Regions from separate parts of the Pan troglodytes genome. Here region 1 is linked to region 2. The links are chromatin contacts, called in public HiChIP or PLAC-seq maps. All regions are on one chromosome and are shown on one strand. Each heading gives the region's core, a stretch centred on a gene start, on an enhancer-like site or on the middle of the called end of the contact. The rest is flanking DNA. Distances are from core to core; before and after follow the strand shown.

The links. HiChIP or PLAC-seq counts read pairs in DNA pulled down with a chosen protein or histone mark.
Region 1: an H3K4me3 HiChIP or PLAC-seq map of stem cell-derived excitatory neurons shows a contact between it and region 2, with 3 times the contacts expected there. The contact joins the promoter of GPR153 here to the promoter of ACOT7 in region 2. A contact is called at or near these places in 1 of 7 Hi-C or Micro-C datasets (stem cell-derived neural progenitor cells), 1 of 1 datasets of contacts at active chromatin or transcription factors (stem cell-derived excitatory neurons) and 1 of 1 other capture datasets (stem cell-derived neural stem cells).

The regions. Positions count from the first base shown.
Region 1 is chr1:225,742,733-225,745,903 of NHGRI_mPanTro3-v2.0_pri, forward strand. It overlaps GPR153 (G protein-coupled receptor 153), which reads left to right and starts at 1,414. Exons shown (of 6, transcript XM_525167.9): 1 at 1,414-1,685.
Region 2 is chr1:225,605,475-225,608,899 of NHGRI_mPanTro3-v2.0_pri, forward strand. It overlaps ACOT7 (acyl-CoA thioesterase 7), which reads left to right and starts at 1,271. Exons shown (of 9, transcript XM_016953100.3): 1 at 1,271-2,400. The coding sequence starts at 2,258.

The DNA.
Region 1 (3,171 bases), core at 164-2,663, 140 kb after region 2:
ACACTTAGAAACACCACCCTTGATTACAGCTGCCCTGTGCCAGCCTCCCACTGCTGGTAGCCTATTTATAACCAGGACCACCTGGAGGGGGAGCCAACCTGTCCACAGAGGGCTCACTGGGGACACTGAGGGCCCTGGCTGCCCGAGAAACCACAGGGAGTATAGGTGTGCATGGCCCCAGGTTCCCCCTTGCTCAGCCCCACACGTTATTGCGGGGCCTTTCTCTACAGACACTCCTCTTTTTGTCTCATGGGACGGACCCTAAGACCCATCCTGGGCCCCCTAAAAGCTGTTCAGGGACCTGGGGTGTGGGGACAGTTTAGGCAGGTGCAGGCTGTGGAGCAGCCCTGCCCGGACTGGGCAAGCTCCAAGCATCCGTTTTGGCTGCAATTGGTTTGGGTCTCCTCCTGGTACCTACTTTCCTCCAGACACAGGGGTGCCTAGTCATGGATGTGTCCCAGAGGCACGGAAGGACACTATGCCAGGCAGCCCCGGAGGCCTTGTGCCCATTGTGTGTGTGGTCAGGTGCTTTCTAGAAGACAGGCACGATCCTCAGGAGGCGTCCTCTCCAGGGCCCCCATCAAGAAGCAGGAGGCTTTCCGCCTGCATGGGGCCAGCTGAGGCTGTCAGTCTGTGGGTGACAGCCTGTGCTCTATGAGGAGTGGTGATGGCATGAGGGCTTGGGAGGGAGGGGCGGAGGGGCGGGAAGAATGGGAGGAGGGGAGGAGGAGAAGGCTTCAGGCGCTGGGCTGCAGACCCTGGCCTCTCCCGGCTGGGCGGTGGTGCTCAGAGTTTCAGAGAGAACAATTTCTGAGCCTGTGGGGGTGGCGGGAACCACTCGGCAGCCCGGCGGCCCGTGCACTTTATTCCCTCAGTGGACCCCCCCAGGCCCAGGGAGCAGCGTGAATCCGTAACTGGCCCAACCTTGCCCTTCGCTGCCCCTGCTTCAGATTGGATTCCCGGTTCCTAGAAGCCGCTGGCCATGCGTCCCTTGTCCTCTCCACGCCCCGCCCCGATTGTTCATCTTAGATGCGGCTTCCTCCAGGAAGGCCTCCCTGAGCCCCAGCCCTGGCCCCAGGTTCTCAGTGTCCATTCCTGCCCCAGCTCCTCTGGCCCGCGGGCCCCCAGAGCTCCGGGCCTGGGTCTTGCCCCGGCGTCCGAAGGCGGCGTCCGGAGTGTGCACCGAGCCGAGCTGGGAGCCAGGGGCGCGGCGCTGTCAGGAGGCGCCACCAGCCCAGGGAGGCTCGGGCCGGCCGCGGGCGGACGCGGGGGCACGGGTGGGCTGCGTACGGACGGACTGACGGACGGGCGGACGGGCTGACAGACCGACAGACGGCCGCGCCTCTGAGCGGGCGGGGGCGGGGCGGGCCGAGGCCCCGGCGGAGACATGCGCCCTGCTCCGCCCCCCGCCCCCGGCCGCCCGGCGCAGCAGCGGAGCGGCGGGAGCTGAGCGAAGCGCGGCGGCGGCGGCGGCGGCGCCTAGGGGAGGGAGGGGCGGCGGGGCCGAGCCCACCTAGCGGAGCGCGCCGGCCGCCGGTGGCCGCCGCCAGCATGCCCCGGCCCGCGGGCCGCTCCGCCGCCAGCCACCCCCGCGGCCCTCGGCGGCCTGCGCTCGGCCCGGGGGCGCGGGAACCGGAGCCGGAGGCGGGAGCAGCGAGCCGGAGCCCCGGGCGCTCGAATGCAGGGTGAGCGTCGCCGCCCTGGCCCGGGGGCGGACGGACGGGAGGACCCCGGCGGGAGGACTCGGCGGGAAGGGAGGGGGCTTTCCGCGCCCTATCGGTCGCGGGGTCCGTCCGAGGGCCCAGGAGCGGCGCTTAGCGCTGGCACCCCCCCAACTTGGGGACCTTCGGGGTAACTTCCCCGGGGTCAGCCCCTCCCTCCGTCCCCCTGCATCGGGGCCTAGCAACGCCGCCCCCTAGGGTTCTCAGGGGACGGGGGCGGGGCGGCCTGGGGATCCCGAGCCCGCCCCTGCTCAGCGCAACCCGGAGGGGTCCGGGGGCCGCAGTCCCGCCAGGTTTCCCAGCCTGTCGCTCGGACGCGCCCTCGGGGTGGGGCAGGACTCGGGGCACCCACTGGGGACCAGCAGGCGAGAGCACGCGAGTCGGAGCGGGGATTGCGGGGCGGGGCGGGGGATCGGAGCCCCAGGGGGTTGGGACTGTAGGGGCGGGGGCTGGGGGGGTGCGTGCCGGAGATGTCCAGGCCTCGCGCTGCGCGTCCCTCCCTGGGCGACGGCCAGGCCGGGCCCCGTGGAACAGATCGGCTGCAGCGCGGGCGAAGACCGGCGTGGGGGCGGAAGCCGGGGCGCAGCCAGAGCCCGGGGAATCCTTTCAAGTTCTGGGTTCTCTTTGTTGCGCAATGGGGCCTCGGGGCCGCGCGGCCTCATTGGCCCGGAGCTGTGACGTCACGCCCCGGCCCCGCCCGCGTGTCTTGCGGAGGGAGGCCTCATGGCCCGGGTGGGTCCCAGGCTAGTTGCACCTGCAGTTGGCCCTGCAGTGGGCGGGGAAGTGGGAAGCCCGGTCCTGAGATGCTGCGGAATGCTTTAAGTGCCCTGCAGGAGAAACTTCCCAGCAGAAGACAGGGCTTTAAGTGCCCTGCAGGAGACACTTCCCAGCAGGAGACTGGGTCCCGTCGGCACTGTGGGGAGCCCAGCCTGGGGTCTGGCCCTAGTGGCCGCTCCATTCTACGAAGAATGGACAGAAAGGGTGCAATCCGTGGGTCTGTGGTCACTGACCCAGAGCCAGAGGGACACTTTGTTCCCACACAACCAGTCCTCTGTCACTCTGCACTTGGAACCCGGTGTCCACGCCCTGCCCCCCAGGACGTTCCTCTCCCATGCCAAGACTACAGTGCCCAGGAGTGCCTGGCCCCAAACCCAGCCCTGACACTATTCTCTCCGTGTTGCCCTGAGCTTCTTCCTGAAGTGTTCCCATCTGCAGTGTGGGGACAGTGAGACCTGCCCTACAGACCTGAGGCTCAGAAAGACCTCAGCTCTAGGGACAAAAAAAAAAATGCCCTTTTCCCCAACATTTTAGGGTTTGAGAGGCCAGGACTTTGGTGTCAGGCAAGTGGAGTTTGGATCCTGGCTCAGGCAAGTGCTGGCCGGGCAAACAGCTTTACCCCTCCCTGCTTCTGCTGGACAAGCTTCACAATGGGGATGAATTGTGGGGGCAC
Region 2 (3,425 bases), core at 21-2,520:
GGGCTCCTGAGTCTGGTGGGGACATGGAGAACCTTTATGTCTAGCTAAGGGATTGTAAATACACCAATCGGCACTCTGTATCTAGCTCAAGGTTTGTAAACACACCAATCAGCACCCTGTGTCTAGCTCAGGGTTTGTGAATGCACCAATCAACACTCTGTATCTAACTACGCTGGTGGGGACATGGAGAACCTTTGTGTCTAGCTCAGGGATTGTAAACGCACCAATCAGCACCCTGTCAAAACAGACCACTCTGCTCTACCAATCAGCAGAATGTGGGTAGGGCTGGATGAGAGAATAAAAGCAGGCTGCCCGAGCCAGCAGTGGCAACCCACTCTGGTCCCCTTCCACACTGTAGGAGTGTTGTTCTTTCACTCTTTGGGTCCACACTGCCTTTATGAGCTGTTAACATTCACCGTGAAGGTCTGCAGCTTCACTCCTGAGCCAGTGAGACCACGAACCCACCAGAAGGAAGAAACTCCAGATGCGCCACCTTAAGAGCTGTAACACTCACCACGAGGGTCCGCGGCTTCATTCTTGAAGTCAGTGAGACCAAGAACCCACCAATTCTGGACACATCTGTACTAAAAATACAAAAATAAGCCAAACTTGGTGGTGCATGCCTATGGTCCCAGCTACTCAGTGTGGTTGAGGCAGGAGAATCGTTTGAAACTGGATGGCAGAGGTTACAGTGAGCTATCACACCACTGCATTCCAGCCTGGGCGACAGACTGAGACTCTATATCAAAAAAAGAAAACAGAAGGCCGGGCGTGGTGGCTCACGCCTGTAATCCCAGCACTTTGGGAGGCAGAGGCGGGCAGATCACGAGGTCAGGAGATCAAGACCATCCTGGCTAACACAGTGAAACCCCGTCTCTACTAAAAATACAAAAAATTAGCCGGGCGTGGTGGCAGGCGCCTGTAGTCCCAGCTACTTGGGAGGCTGAGGCAGGAGAATGGCGTGAACCTGGGAGGCGGAGCTTGCAGTGAGCTGAGATTGCACCACTGCACTCCAGCCTGGGCAACAGAGCGAGACTCCGTCTCAAAAAAAAAAAAAAAAAAAGAAAACAGAAAAACAAAATTCTTAGTATAAAAGTCTTGAAATCACAGAGTTCTGACTTGGACTGCCCCTGCTTCTGGGAGCTACAGATCATGCTGTGGGCTGCCTCCACGGTCTGGTAACTCAAGGGTGACCGGGGTGAGGCACAGTTCCTTCAGAGCTACCTAGCTGAGTGTAAATGGGTTGTTCAAATTGCACTAGGGAGCCGGAGTTGCGTGGGTTTTAATTTAAAGATGTAAGTACAAATCTATGTGCATTGTAGAAAATTCGGAAAAGGTCCAATTGCCTAGCAAGTAAAAAGCTGTCATTCCAGCACGTGGGGGGTGACCGCTTCTCCCTTCTTGGGTGTTTTTTGGTGGATTTTTTTTGGTGACCCCGACTGGCCTGGACTCCATTCAAGGGCACATCTTGTGCAGTAAAACACGCATGTTTCAGGGCTCCTCACTACAACACGTGCACCTCCAGGCTGGCGCTCAGCGCTCCCAGTAAAAGCTGCAGCCGGCGGTGTAGATAGTCGCGGGCCTTTCCTCCTCCCCACCTCGTGACGCTTTGTGCTGCGGAAGCAAAGGCCCGTTCCATTCCCCGTGTCTTCCCAGCAGCCGCCACCAATGCTCCTTTCTAGGAAACAGCCTTCCATTCTCTCTTAGGGCCGATCTTAGCCAGAGCCGCGATGCGGGCGACTGGTGCCGGGGTGGGTTGGGGGCGGGGGTGGGAATCAGGCCCCACTGCCAGGCGCCCGGGCCGCGCCTTCCGCTCTGACCTCATCCGGCCGCCCAGGCACTGGGCGCGGCAGCGAATCGGCGGCGCGGGCGGCCGGGAACGCCCAGCACAAATATTTACCGCCACGCGGAGAGTGAGGGCCCAAGTCCGCCCTGCTCCGCCACTTAGGCCGCCCCAGACGCTTCCCTCGGGGCTGCCACCGGGTCGGGCGCGGCTGCCGCGGCTCGCGGGCCCTCCCCGCACCGGCGCGGCCCAACCACCACCGAACCTTCTGGAAGCGGCGGCTGCCTGGGCCCTCACGCCGCCAGAATCGTACGCCCGCGCGAGCTCTCTGCAGCCTTGGCGGCCTGGGAGGCGGGGCTTGGGGTGGGGCCGGCGCGGGGGCGGGGTCGGCGCGGGGAGGCCGCGTTCGATTCGCCCCCGGCGCACAGGCCCCGCCTCACCAGCCCCATCGCTCCACCTCTGCCCTCCCCCTTTATGGCGCGGCCCGGGCTCATTCATTCAGCGCCGGGCCTGCCAGACACCTGCGCCCTTCTGCAGCCGCCCGCCGCATCCGCCGCCGCAGCCCCCAGCATGTCGGGCCCAGACGTCGAGACGCCGTCCGCTATCCAGATCTGCCGGTAAGAGAGGGCCCGCGCGCAGCCTGCAGCGGCCAGGCGCGCCGGTCACCGCCCCCGGCCTGCCCCGCTTGGCTCTGTGGTCCCCACCCGCCGAGGCCGCCCCCGCCCGCCGATTCCCCGCACGGCCTTCCGCGCCGCCGCCCCGGACGCCCGCCCGCCTGCGGCCGGGATGCGACTCGCGATGCCGCACAAGCCGGGCGGCCCCGCCCGCCTCCCGCCGGCTCCTCCTGGCCGCATCTCCAGGGCGGCGGCCGCGCCACGGGCCGTTTGGGCGAGAAAGCCAGGCAGGGACGGGGCGGGCGGAGGTCAATGCACAGCTCCAGAGCCCGGCGCCCGGCGCCCGTGGGCCGCCCCGCCTCGGGCCTCGCCCGAGCATCCCGGAGCCTCAGCCCCGTGGTCCTGCTTAGCCTCCTCGAGGATTCGGGATCATTACCTCGGCGGTTGTGCTGCGCTAACCAAAGCCCCCAGAGGTGGAGGGGAGGTGCCCAGAGCCTCGCGAGCCCCTCGGTGGGTGCCCCTGTGGGAGGAGGTTGCAGAGCTACCGTCTTCAGTGCACTGCTTCGGTTTGGGGGAGGGCAGGTGTTGAAAGGAAAAACAGATAATACTGTCTACTTCTAACAGTTTACTATCAAGAAAAGGGAATCAGTGGTCTGTTGGGCCTGAAAGCATCTTACACAATAGAGGCAAAGGGTTGTCCTTCTAGAGCACCCCCTCTTCTTCCACCAGGTACTGAGTAGATAGATGCAGGCCCCCAGAGGAAGCTGGAGGCTGGAGATCATGAACAAGCTCATTTCCCATAGGAGGTGGGGAGGGCAGCCTGAAGGTTACTCTGCAGTTCTCTTCGGCAGAATCGGAAGCAGCAGGCTGGCATTTGTGCATGAGCTAAGTGAGGACAAGGAGTCTAGGTTTTCAGCCACTGCACACAGGCTCTGTGGCCTGCGACCGGTCCTATCCTGCTTGATGAACTACCAGGAGTGAGAGCTGCTTTCTGTTTTGGTAGTGGGTTCCTCACATTTGGGGGTTGG